Linked DNA regions of Mus musculus: region 1 is linked to region 2. The links are chromatin contacts, called in public promoter capture Hi-C maps. All regions are on one chromosome and are shown on one strand. The core of a region is the stretch at or near the end of the contact, and the rest is flanking DNA. Distances in the headings are between cores, read along the strand shown. Region 1 holds the start of Plod2 (procollagen lysine, 2-oxoglutarate 5-dioxygenase 2). Region 2 holds the start of 1700057G04Rik (RIKEN cDNA 1700057G04 gene).

The links. Promoter capture Hi-C pulls out the DNA fragments that hold promoters and counts their contacts.
Region 1: a contact with region 2 is called in a promoter capture Hi-C map of the HPC-7 cell line. The contact joins the promoter of Plod2 here to the promoter of 1700057G04Rik in region 2. A contact is called at or near these places in 5 of 39 promoter capture datasets (the 3T3-L1 cell line, the HPC-7 cell line, hippocampal neurons and 2 more), 1 of 484 Hi-C or Micro-C datasets (nephron progenitors), 2 of 115 datasets of contacts at active chromatin or transcription factors (the 230-238 cell line and large pre-B cells) and 2 of 9 other capture datasets (adipose tissue and macrophages).

What each region holds. Positions count from the first base shown.
Region 1 is chr9:92,540,193-92,546,513 of GRCm38.p6, forward strand. It overlaps Plod2 (procollagen lysine, 2-oxoglutarate 5-dioxygenase 2), which reads left to right and starts at 2,031. Exons shown (of 19, transcript NM_011961.3): 1 at 2,031-2,376. The coding sequence starts at 2,268. It overlaps B430319G15Rik (RIKEN cDNA B430319G15 gene), which reads right to left and starts at 2,677. Exons shown (of 1, transcript NR_029474.1): 1 at 1-2,677.
Region 2 is chr9:92,304,755-92,311,020 of GRCm38.p6, forward strand. It overlaps 1700057G04Rik (RIKEN cDNA 1700057G04 gene), which reads left to right and starts at 4,623. Exons shown (of 7, transcript NM_001033184.3): 1 at 4,623-4,678.

The DNA of each region.
Region 1 (6,321 bases), core at 781-3,280, 230 kb after region 2:
GCCAAACCAATCAAGTGTAGGATACAGAATGAGGTGGCTTATATTTTAGTGAAATAATTTGAATTGTAGGCAAATGGGTTAGGATTGTTTCCGGTTCTGTGGAATCTTTGTGTTTAGGGATGAAAACAAAAATCATGAGTATGATGGGTCAAGCCATAATACAGAGTTCCACAGTTTGGGTACAGGAAGCAGCCACAGGAAAGTTGGCCAGTGATAAAAAGCTTGAACCAGGGCATCAAGAGGTATGTTACTTAAGCAGGAAAGAATGAATGGAAGAAGGCAGAGAAAATGTGAAGAAAAATATAACAGTCCTCTAGGTTGGTGCTAGTGAGAGCAGAGATTGACAAAAATCTGGAGCCATGTAAGTAAGAGGATCATTAATGAAGATAAAGAAACTAGGTGTAAGATCTGGATTTGATGAGCTAAAGAAGCTGAGTGTTTGCCATGGGAAGTAGATATTTGTGGAGTAGACAACTCCAGCCTACAGGAGGGCTGGAAACCCGAGAGGGCTGGAAGGATTTGGTTTCAGGTTGTTACTGAAGCGTCTGGCTATTTTGAAAGTCTCAGAGACTATTGCTTTATAGAGGCTCTTAAGTTCTGCCTTTGAGACTCAACAGACTGTCATGGTAACCAATAATTACTGGTAGGCTCTACAGCTAAGCATACATGGAAATTCCATCACTAGCCAGGCAAGTTGAAGACTCCAGAGGTTCGGGGAAGCAAGAAATCAAGTTCAAGGAACTTGGCAGGCCCAAGTCTGGATTTCTGGAAACATATTTAGCCAAATGACCAGCCCTTCTTCTGAGGGCTGATTCTACTTGCCCCTGCTTGGATTCATGACGCTGCACCTGCCACCCACACTGTAAAAGAATCCACTTCTTAGCTGACCCTCTTCAGAGAAAAAAAAGTTTCACTTCATTCTTCCTTACTCCATTCTTCTGCAATCACAGTTTCCATTTCTTTGACTATTTCTACTCATGTCTGAAGTTTCCCCAATTTTCCTTTATTAAAAAGAGGGAGGAGGACAGACACACCAAGACCTTCAAAACAGCAAGGACTGGCTCAGTCTCATGATTATTTTTTCCTTTAAATGTCACACTCCTAATATTTACACATTTTCCCACCTGCTTTCAATCTGCTAGCTAGTATTCCTCTTGAATTTATGCCAATTTTACAAAACCTGTGATCATAAACTTTGAGTAATTTTAACTTTAAAAAATCAGACTTAGAACGAGTATTTCCTTTCTCCTCCCATTGCAGGAAGATTTAACTACGAGCTTCTTGAACGCGGTCAATTTGATTCTTTCTTCATTTTTAAGCATACACGGAGTGTGTGAGACAAAGTTGTCAAAACTTTCACCCCTGCACAACTCAGTTTAAATCCTGGGACTAAAAGTGTAAAAACCAGAGGACAAATGACTTTGCATAGACATACTAATCAAAACCCAAAGCAGTGGAGGTAGCTCCCAGGAGACCAGGAATGGCTCCTCTACATCTTCGGAAGTAATTTTCCATGTGCCTGGCAGGGCGATCTTGTTAAAGCACAGCCTCAGGTTGCCCAAGCTGGGCTTGGACTCCGTCGGGTTTACAAGCTTCATTACTGGAAAGAGTCTATGGCTCTCCTGGCACCAGCAGCGGCAGAGATGTTCACCGGACAATGAAAAGTTTCTGTTTACAGACTAAAATCAAAGCATGGCCTTCCTTGACACGGTGATGGCGAAGTTCAGAAGGAACAGCTGGGAGTGTGACAAGCGCCTACTCAGCCAAGCAGACTGAAGCCCTCGCAGTCACCACTCACCTCCGGGAGCGCCGGGTTCAGTAGAGAAAGAAGGTCTAGCCAGGGCGTGCCGAGGAAGCTTCTGGAACCCCGGGAGAGCAGAGGGGCGCACGTTCCACAAGCAAGCTCCCTGGAGCCCCGGCGTGAGGCGGTGCACGTAGGCGTAGGCGACTCGGAGGGTGGGGGTGCAGCCGGGATAGCCCGGGACGCGGGGTCCCGGAGCAGCGCCCCGCCCCCGGCCCTGGCCCCGCCCTCCTTGGCTGCTCTTAAGCCCGCGCCGCGGGCGCCTCCGGTTCCGTCGTCCGCTCCTTGCGCTCGGACTCCGCCGAAGTCCGCTCAATCCTCTCCGTGCTCTTCGGTACCCACGCAGTCCTCCCAGTCCGCCCTCCGCTCCAGCCCCGGGCTCACGTCTGGTCCTGCGCTCTTCGGGGTCTCAGCGTCTCGCGAGAAGTCCTCGCCACAGGCCTTCGGCTCCCGGGTTCAGGGGCGGATGGGGGACCGCGGAGCGAGGCCGGGGCGGCTGATGCCCATGCTCGCCCTGCTCTCCTGGGCGGCCGGCCTGGGCGTGGCGGAGGAGACGCCCGGGCGCATCCCTGCAGGTGAGCTCTGCTTGCTGGTTTCCACCGGCGGTCTAGAGAGAACTGGGCATGTTTCCTCTTTGCTTGCTCCATCCCTGCGGGACCTAGCCGCGGGGCTCCCTGCTTTGAGATTGGCAGGGACCTCCTTTCCTGCGCCCCGGGAAGCAGCTTGCCATCCTGCCTCTGTCTACACGCAGCGCTCGGGACCCGGCTACGATCGGACCCAGTGTGCTCCCACCCACTCCTCCTTCCGTTACACTTTGGGGCGTCCCTGAGCCCTGGCCCTGGCCGGTGTTCGGAAGCTGAGCTAAAGCTAGTAGTTGGAGGCAAGTTCGTGTGAACAAAACTTTCTGGGTTCAGCCAGAGGAGAGCCCCGCCGCCTATTTGTCTCAACGGGACTTGCAGCGCTGCTGTATCGCGCAGGGGAGTTCTTTGGTCCTTTCTACTTCTGGGCCCTGGGCTCAGCTCCCTGGAACTGAGCCTTGCGTTTAAATGACCCGATGCACTCTGGTGATGAGTGGGTGGATGCGCTAATTTTGCATTCTATAGTAACTAATTAGATTCTTTTCCTCTGGAAACTAAGGCGAGGAGCAAACATTTCTACCTTGGAATTCCAATTCAGAGGGTAACACTTGGCACAAGTCCAGTTGGACCCTGTAACCATCGGTTTTTGTCTTTCTCATGGCGCAATAGGTGAAACTTAAGGACTCAGAAGCACCTGGTTCTGTGGAACAGTGCTCGCTTTGTTGGCTGCAGTCACAGGGAAATCTGAACCTGTATGAGTATTCTGATTTTGAAGTAACTTTTATCTCATATCAAAGGTATTTCTTTCAGCATAGTACTAGAAAAATCACACAGATAAATGAGAATAGAGACAGAATATAAGACTTTACTCTGAAAACGGTCTTTGTTAAAACACCAAAAGCTTTTATTGATAAGTAAAAATAACCGCCAGGATTTGCTAATTTTAGAGTTTGGCTTCAGCTTCTGTCTATTTTATGCCACCTCGATGCGACTTCTCACTTGTTTACAGAGTATATCCATGCCAGGCTGCTACCTTTAAATTTGAGGTTAAAAACAAACAAACAAACAAAACAAAACAAAACAAAAAACCCAAACAAACAAAAAAAACAACAAAAACTTCCCTGTGCAAGCTTTTACATTTCATGGAATTGGATGTTAAATTTTAAGGGATTGTAATATCTAAGGCAGGGGATTTGAGATACGAATGTTTTTCATATAAAGCCTATGGTTAATATCTGAGACATGGTTTCTGTGGTGGTAGGTGGGCCCAGAGTTCAGTTATGAGCTAAATGTTGGAAATGTTTCTGCATTAATGGAGCCAAGTGAGGAGTAGCCATTCTGGTTACACACACAGATAGATGGTTTCACATGTTCTGTGGTAAGCTAATAGATGCAAAAGATGCATTGTTTGGTTATTTGGTCAGATTTATTATCAGCTGTGGTAAGTTTTATCCCTGAAGTAGTATAACTGGAAATTACTACATGGATATTACTACATAAATAATCTTTCAGGTCTAAGTTGTCTAGATGAGTGGGCTTTCAAGAGTGCAGATCACCTGTGACAACCCCCCCCCCCCCCATTATTTGTCAATGTGTTCCAGCTGGTCAGTAAAAAGAATATTCAGAGCTGGGGAGATGGCTCAGTTAGTAAAGTACTTGTACCAAAAGTGTGAGGACCTGAGTTCTGGATCCCCAGGGTCTACTTAATAGCTAGGCCTGGTGGCCTGTGCTTATAACCCCATTGAGGATGAAATAGACTGTAGGCAGATCCCTGGAGCTGACTGGCTACCTAGTGTAGCCTGCTTGGCAAAGCTTGCTTGGCTAATGAGATCCTGTGTCAAAAAGAGGTGGTGGCTGGTACCCGAGGGATGACTCCTGAGACTGTCTTCATGCCTTCACATGCAACCCCCCCCCCACCAGTGTGTGCTCACTCTCCCACATAAAAGGAATGGGCCCTCTTGATAATTTGAGCCATACCCCCTTTGTAGGAATTGCAAGTCTAGCTTTTTCCTTGACCTCTACCTACTAGATGGCAGTGGCGCCCAGCTATGAAAGAGGGAACAAAAGAAGGCTTCAGCAAAAGGCCAGCCTCTTGAGAGGCAGATGATCCAGGCTTGAGAATCACTGCACAAGATAAATAGGTGTCCTAGAGGCAATGTGACATTACAATGCTATCAGCGGGATTATAGGTCCTACTCTGCCCTTCCATTTAGTTTTGAGAGTTTTCTGGAACTTCTGGGCTCACGTGAGCCTCCTACTTCAGCTTCCTGAGTAGTTGGGATGGCAGGTTTTAGTTGTTTAAAAGCCATTTTTCTTCTAGCAGTTTTCCATTGTGACGGTGAGTGTGCTTCTGGAATAAATTTCCTGGCTTTGGCTGTGAGTTCAACACTTGGGAAAGTCCTGCTTGTTACAGCAACTGAAAGGTCTGCTGTGTGCTGCCCTGGATGTCTTTTGGCAGCCCTAGTAGTCCAGGCTCAGAGAGACTATCGAAAAGATTTCGGTTAAAATCATTTGTCCCCATTTGTCCTCGCAGCATTTATCAAACTTTTCTTTCCTGGAGCTTTTCCCAGGCAGAGGTCGTCAGTCAGGTTCTAACGTTGATGCTTCTTTCTGTACTCCATGCCTTCTAGATGAGAGAAGTGGGAGAGGGCTTTCCTGCCAAGTCTTTGCAGTCCGGATGCTAGTCCTGGATCCAAACTAGTGAGTGCTTTTAGAGGTATCTTGACTATTTTATGGACTCCATTGGGCCAAACCCAAGTCTGGAGCAAAATTGAAAGAGATGGTTTCAGACATTTCTGTTAAGACCAGCATTTTTCAATGATGTTCATTTATAAGCTCTTTAATTTGCTATGCTGCGTTCGAGGAAGGAAGAGAAGGCTTGTCCCCTATCTGCTGATGCAAACCAGCAATTTACAGGGCGGAGAGGGAGACAGTGAGTCCCCAGAGAGGCTGTGGGAAGGGAAGGCGGGAAGCACCATCTCGGGACTCTGCCTTTCCTGCTCTTCTCCCCAGTCTGAGACCTGGGAGAGCCCGCACTTGCTCTCTTCTGTGTTTGCTTTCCTTTCTTTTATAATACGGCCAGTTTCTGCAGCTCAAACCTGTTTTGCTTTGTGCTTATAATTTAATGACTTAGACTTTGTGAAGCAGAGTTTCACAGTCTTCAGAATGCACACCTGGCCCATTTACCACAAAAAAGATTCACCGTTTATTTTGTAAAGCTTAAGGTCTCTTTTAAGAATTAGGAAAAGCAGCATGCAGCCATTGAGGTTAGTAGGTGCGCTTCTTCCAGGCCTTCAGCTAACTTGTCTCCGTGTTCTTTCTCACTCGGGGACCCTTGCTACCAAGATTTAAGCGTGCCCTGTCAGCCAGGTCTGTATTTCTGAGCTGTTGTTAGCAGCTCCTTTCCATAGCTTGTGTTCCCCCCCACCCTCCTTGATTTCTCTTGATCCGAGACAGTGCATTCACTATTCTCATCAGGTGCTTGTATGGCACAATCAGCTATAGGACCAGAGTTGAGATTTGGGGTGTTTCATACCCCCCCCACAAGGCCACTGGGAACTATAAGAGGAGCCCGTTCTCCTTCTGCACTCTTTCTGTTTTCTCCATGCCCTACCTGCCCTTGGTATTGTTCTGTTGGACTTTTGGGTATTTGGGAAAGAAATAGCAACTGGGCTTCAGTGACTTAGAGCGATGGTTGTTTACCAGGGAAAGCATGCTGTTCGTAGGTTATGCATATGGTGGCTTACGTGCAAGACTGACTGAAGGCCAATATGCCCCTCAGCCAGGGACAGAATGCAAACCACAGGCCAAACCCACAAGGTCAGACCCAGCTTTGTGCTTCATATGGCCTTTCAGCAACCAGACTCCACAATTTAGGATAGATGGAAAAGATCAGAAGGCGAGTCATATATCATAGCCTGTGAAAACTTTATGAACTCGGAG
Region 2 (6,266 bases), core at 3,373-5,872:
ATGCAGCTTATTAATGTTAATTAAACATATCTACGTATATATATATATATATATATATATATATTACATAACAATTTAACATTAATATATATTATACAATATATACATTAAACACACACACTATTCCCAGGGATAAAGAGACTTATACATTCTACATTTGGACTTCATATTGTATTAAGCACATATGCACTGTAAACATTTCACTATAGTCACCCAATGATAATATCATGTTTGTTCTGAGTTAACCTTTACCCTACAAGATCTCGATAGTGGTGTGATGATCAGTAGCATTGGCAGACTGTGTGAACCCCATTCCAGAGAAACCACCCTGAGGGAGAGAGAGCAGCAGAAGAGAGGCAGCTCCATGGATCTCAGCAACAAGGCTAATCTGACTCAGGATGCGAATGAACGTAATGCTTGGCTCTCTGTGTTCCAATTCACCCTAAAGTGTGTTACCAGGGGAGAAAAGAAGGAAGGCGGAGCTAGAGGACTGTTAACCTGTCTTTCCAGATTGCTGACTCAACAGCTTAAGTTTCAATTCCTGTTACAGTTCACCGGTGTTTGTGACGACGGGCCTCACAAACTCCAGTATTCTGTTACAGTTCCATCCCTTAAACAAAACTGAGAATGATGAAGTTGATTTCCTCATGACATCTGTAAACGAGCTTGCAATGACCAGACCTCAAATATACTTTATTCTTAGCCTTGTGCCTATTCTCGGGCTAATTAGGCTTTGGATGGACAAGTAACAGACAAGCAGAGAATCTAGAAAAACAAATAATAGCAAACCATTTTCCCAGGGAGACTCCATGAGCTGAGCTCTCTGGCTCATGCTCCAGCCATGACTCGGATTGACAGTTTATGCCTCAGGACCTGAATTCAAAAGCTGTTGTGCCCTTATTGAGAGCCCCAAAAGACCACCAAGGAGCCGATTCTAAGGCAATCACAGCTAGGGTCTTTATTCAAGCTCGAGCTCGGGCCACACTATTGTCACTGACACAGCCTGACAGGAGGGTGTAGCACCCCACCCCCCTGAGTCCAGTCTCAAGGAAGCATCTATAGAGGCAAGCAAGGGAGCGAGGGCATTTCCAGCTTGGCACACGTCAGATTGGGCGGGGGAGCTATTAATGGAATTTGTTGACTTTTAAAATGATTGGCTGGTGCTGGGAGCCAAACCATAAACTTTCATAAGTAAATATCTTTAGGTACAACTGTAACTTCTGCTTTCTTCCTGATTGGTGGTTGTTAGGGAGTGACCTGGAGGCCAATGCTAGGTCCAGGCCAGGTGTTTAACACGTTCAGCCTTAGGTGAGGTTCTCTAAGATGGAGCCTGAACCCAAGACGGAGTTGGTCTGATCTCTCAAAGCAACTTGTACCAAGTGCTATGTCTTTATCACATTTACTCAGGCCACTGTACATGTGGACTTCTTTGGAAAGCCAATGAAATTTCCACAGGGAAAAAAAAAATCCTCCTGCTCATAGACCCAAACAAAGTAAGCACGAGGCCAACAGAACAATTCAGCAAAATGATTATCTGTGCTGTACATGGCTTTGACACCTTTTCCTGGAACTCATTTTGGTTGATGTCCTGAACCAGCTAGTTAGGGCTCATGACTCAGCTACCATACCAGCAGCAGGTTGGGTTAAATGCCCAGTGTGCAGGAGCACCATTCTCCAGGTCAGGAAAGCAGGAGCCACAGTCAGCTTATGCTGGTGTGTCCCAGACTAATGCAAGCCCCTCCCCTGCAAACTGCCTAACAGGTTATCAAAACTACCTACCTGCCGAGGTATAAAGTACATGCTCTCCAATGCCAAGAACATTATAGGGTCTTGGGAATCTGAGAGGTTGAAGGGAGTGGAAGAATTCTTAGCAGATAAGACATGCTTCATTCACCAACACACAAACCACTAGACAAGTAAACAATGGCAGCACATGGACACACACCAGTCGACACACACCTACATATTCAGGCCCGCACACAATAGGTGGGGACACATAGACCTTTAGCCATTGGCTGGCAGAAGCCCAAATCACACACCTCTGACCTTAAAGCTATATTCACACAAAAGTAGTATTTTTTCCCAAGAATTGTCATTTAACATATTATATCACCCTTTACTGTTAGATATCCAGATATCTGAGTTAGCTGCTGTGATAGTTTAAGTGAGAATAGATCATGTACCCTCATATATGTGGATACTTGGTTCCAGGAGGTTAGAACAATTAGAGAGAGATTGGGAGGTGTGGACTTGCTGCAGAAGGTGTGTCACTAAGGTGTTGGTGTTGGTGTTGGTGTTGGTGGGGTGGCCTTGAGGTTTTGAGGTTTCAAATGAATTATGTTATTCTCTCTCTCTCTCTCTCTCTCTCTCTCTCTCTCTCTCTCCTCTTCCTCCTCTTCCACCTCTTCCACCTCTTCCTACTCTTCCTCCTCCTCCTCCTCTTTGCTTCCTACTTGTAGATCAAAATGCAGGCTCTCAGCTGTTTCTTCAATCTGCTGCCACCAACTAGCCTTTTGAAGTTGTAAGTCTTGTTAGCACTAAGCTGATGCACGGTCCCCTGAATGTCCAGTAGTAGCCCTGTTGCCTGAGTATCTAATTATAAACTGCCCCTTGAGGATGTTTTGTTCCGTGTACAGGGCTGTTGTCACACCAAAAAACTGCTTCCTATAAACTGGTGATTTATGAACAAAATTGAAAAACTTTAGACAATTTCTTAAGTACCAGCATTTTTTCCTGTTTAAGAGTGGAGATATTTCCTGTGCACTAAACCTATTCTTCAGTATCTCAAGGCTTACCTTATCTGATTTGTCCCCTGACTTTCAATGTCACAGGTAGACAAAGATCTTACTTTCAACTTTCAACTCTTCTGTACCTTTTGCTTTAAAACTGTTAGCTCAGATATTTAACCTCACTACACCTAACTCCTCTTTGAATACGTAAACAAGTTCTCTGACTGATAAGTACACAACTCTCTGCTGAATCCTGACAATCCATCTGCCTGCTGGACATTCCAAAAGCAGCTATTTAATTGGGGTTAACCTTAAAGGCATCCATAGCCACTCTAAGGGCAGATACACATGGAGGAGGAAATTGCTCACTTCATGGTAACCAGAAAGCAGTCAGAGAGGGGGAAGGGAAAGTTCACTATTTGTAGGGGTACGCCAATTACTTCTTCCAATTCTGGTCAACCTCCCACCTTCTCTAGGTAATGGCACTAAGTTATGAATCAATCAACGATGAAGCCTTTATCATTTAATTCTCAATGCATGATTCATTTCCTGAGGAAAAATCCTTCAAAACATGAACGTTTTGGGGAGACACTTAATATTTAAACTATAATAAACATACTTAGGATGTTTAGCATTTTTTTATGTCACATTCAATGTAAATTTCTAAGATTTATTTTGTATATGTGGGATTTTTAATTTGTTCAAACTACTTGTTGATGCATTTTTCTACTAATCTTTATATAGCCACAGTTCATGTCTTGAGAACTTCTTCCTAAGCAGGAATGAGTGGGTTGGTGAGCAGGGGGAAGGGGAAGGAAATAAGGGGTTTTCGGAGGGGAAACCAGGAAAGGGCATAGCATTTGAAATGTAAATAAAGAAAATATCTAGTAATAATAATAATAATAATAAAGAACTTCTTCCTAGATAGCACAAGGATGCCAACCTTCACCATCTCTCCCTTGGGTAATGTTCTGGTAAAATAAAAACTTTAAATCAAAAAATAAGCGAATGTTTTTACCCTTACAGATGTTTGTTTTGTGTATTTGGAAAGAATATTTGGGAGTCCTTTCAAAGAGTAGCCTTCTTTTAAGGAGAATTTAAAGTATATTAAGCTATAAATTTGAATCTTAGTATTATTGACAGAGGAACATAGTCTTTTAAATCCCAAGTAGAAGACATGTGGAAAGAGTGAAGACCAGAGGCATGTCTGACTTCAAGGGAACAATGTCTTCAAGACACAGCAGGGCAGCTGCACATATGAACTCACAGCAGTTGTGACCGCACACACTTACACACTTACAGGGGTGTAAGCACAAACCAGACCAAATCCCATCATGGAGAAAAGAGTAGAAAAGTAGAAAAGATCAATTATACCTTATAGCCATGGAGCTATTGGCAGTTATTATCTTCTGGGGCGAAAAAAGGAATTGTATCAGAGTGTAGCCTCTGGTAAGTCGACCATGCTCTAGTGGGGGGAAAAAAAACCACATCAAGACTATTTGGGTAACAAGACTTGCTGTTATAGGATAAATAAATAAGTAAGTAAATAAATACAAATAAACAAACCAAAAAATTGGGTGGATAAGAAAAAAGGGATTGAATCTGTACACACTTGCAGAAGGAGGGATAAATATGATCTAAACACTGTATGAAACTCTCAAAGATCTAATAATAATGATAATAATAGAAGATAATATTATCTAACAAACATTTCTCTGTTTACACAGGTAGTATATTTCTTCAGAGACTATTTCTTTAGAAGAATAATGATCCATGTACAGTTCTATAAATACTCTGAGATCTATAGAACTAGTGAGCTTCTAGGTTCGGAATGGAATGTTAATTGTTGTAGCTGCTTACATCTCCACATTCTGGACCTTTCCTAATAATAACATAACTACTGGAGTGTAAGACAGATGAAGGCCAGTCTTCCATCCATAACCTCTAAGGTAGCCATTTCATAACTATCTTTCAGACACTGTTGTCCTTTGGAATTTTGATGATCATAACTGACTATAACTACATTTTTGCCTAGGATCTCATTTATATCTGCCTGTCTAACTCATATCAGGTGTATTGGGTGATGTGGGCCATTAAAACAAGACCATATCATGGTGGGCTATAAGAGTAGAAAACTACTTCTCACAGTCTAGAGGCTGAGATTTGACGTCTGATGAAACCTGGCTCCCTCATAGTCTTGACTTTTTAATATTTTTTCTTCATAAATCAATCACTTTATGAGTTTCATTTCTTACTATTTGGCAGACAAATATTCAGGCCATTAAACTAAAAAGCTATTCTTGAGACAAAAGACTTCAAATTTGAGTTGATGCTTCATTGATGTTGGTGTGATATTGGTGAAGATCTTGACATTTTTGGAGATATTGACTAATATTCTGAGTTCTTGAGCTTCTGCTTTGTGATTTCGTGTCTTTATTAGGAATCAGGTTTTTATAGTTCTATATAGAACTATAAGAGTCAAATATTCTAGTTGGATTATAACAAATGCCTCCAAACCCATTTTGCTACTGACATACAAATATATGTGAAACTTACATGACCCTCAAGAGGCCTTAAGTTTTCCTACCCTCTTTTCAAACTGTTCATACGCATGTCAAAATCTGTCATGTGCTCCTGTTCTCCCCTTCTTTCTTGGAACACGTGGATTCATTTCATAGATGTCTCATTTATCAGTCTCAGTGAAAAGATATTTCTAAGGCTCATATTTTAATCTTTAAAACTAGGGTGAATGCTTGACCTGGAAATGATTTGGACGTTCTCACTTTACATCAACAGTGAATGTTTTCAGAGATAAGATACTTCAAAAGTATGTGATCATATAACCAGAATCTGAGCCAGAGGCCCAATTCAGGAGTTCCAACATAAAAAGTCTAGGTTTTGGTATTAAGAAAATAAACAGAAAGTAATGATGAGGACTCAAGAGTGAATTTTATGCAAAACATACACTTTGGAAAGGGAGAAAATTAAATATCTGAGCACATCTTTGGGATAGTTACAAACTTTATCATTAAAGAGAAGACCAATTGGACAGACAGTGAGAAGTGTACATTGTTAAGCAGTCTTGATCAACCTGTGGTCTGGTGATGATTATCTCAGTTTTGGTTTCGCAGAGTGCTTCTAATGAAGTGTTTTAATAAGACAAGCTAGATCTAGAAAATTATTGCTCCTACTGTGTCTAAGAATTTCTCATCCTGGGTTTAGGACATGACTGGTTGCTTCTATGGGACATTTCTACAATGCAGAGCTAGATAATACTAAAGCCAAAAGCAAAGTACTAGAGCTACTATTATCTTTGTGCTATAAATCTTGAAGGAGAAAGAAAGATGTTAGATTCCACAAGTGTAGAAGATATCTATAAATTATTGGCATATTTTTGTACAGAACTCCACAAACTTACCCCAAAGTAAAGATAGAAATGAAATTAGGAGTGCCAAGGTTTTTTCCTGCTTCTATCTACACTATGGGCTAAGTAAAAAGTTATTTTTTTTAGTAATATCGGGTTCCTAGATGTTTATT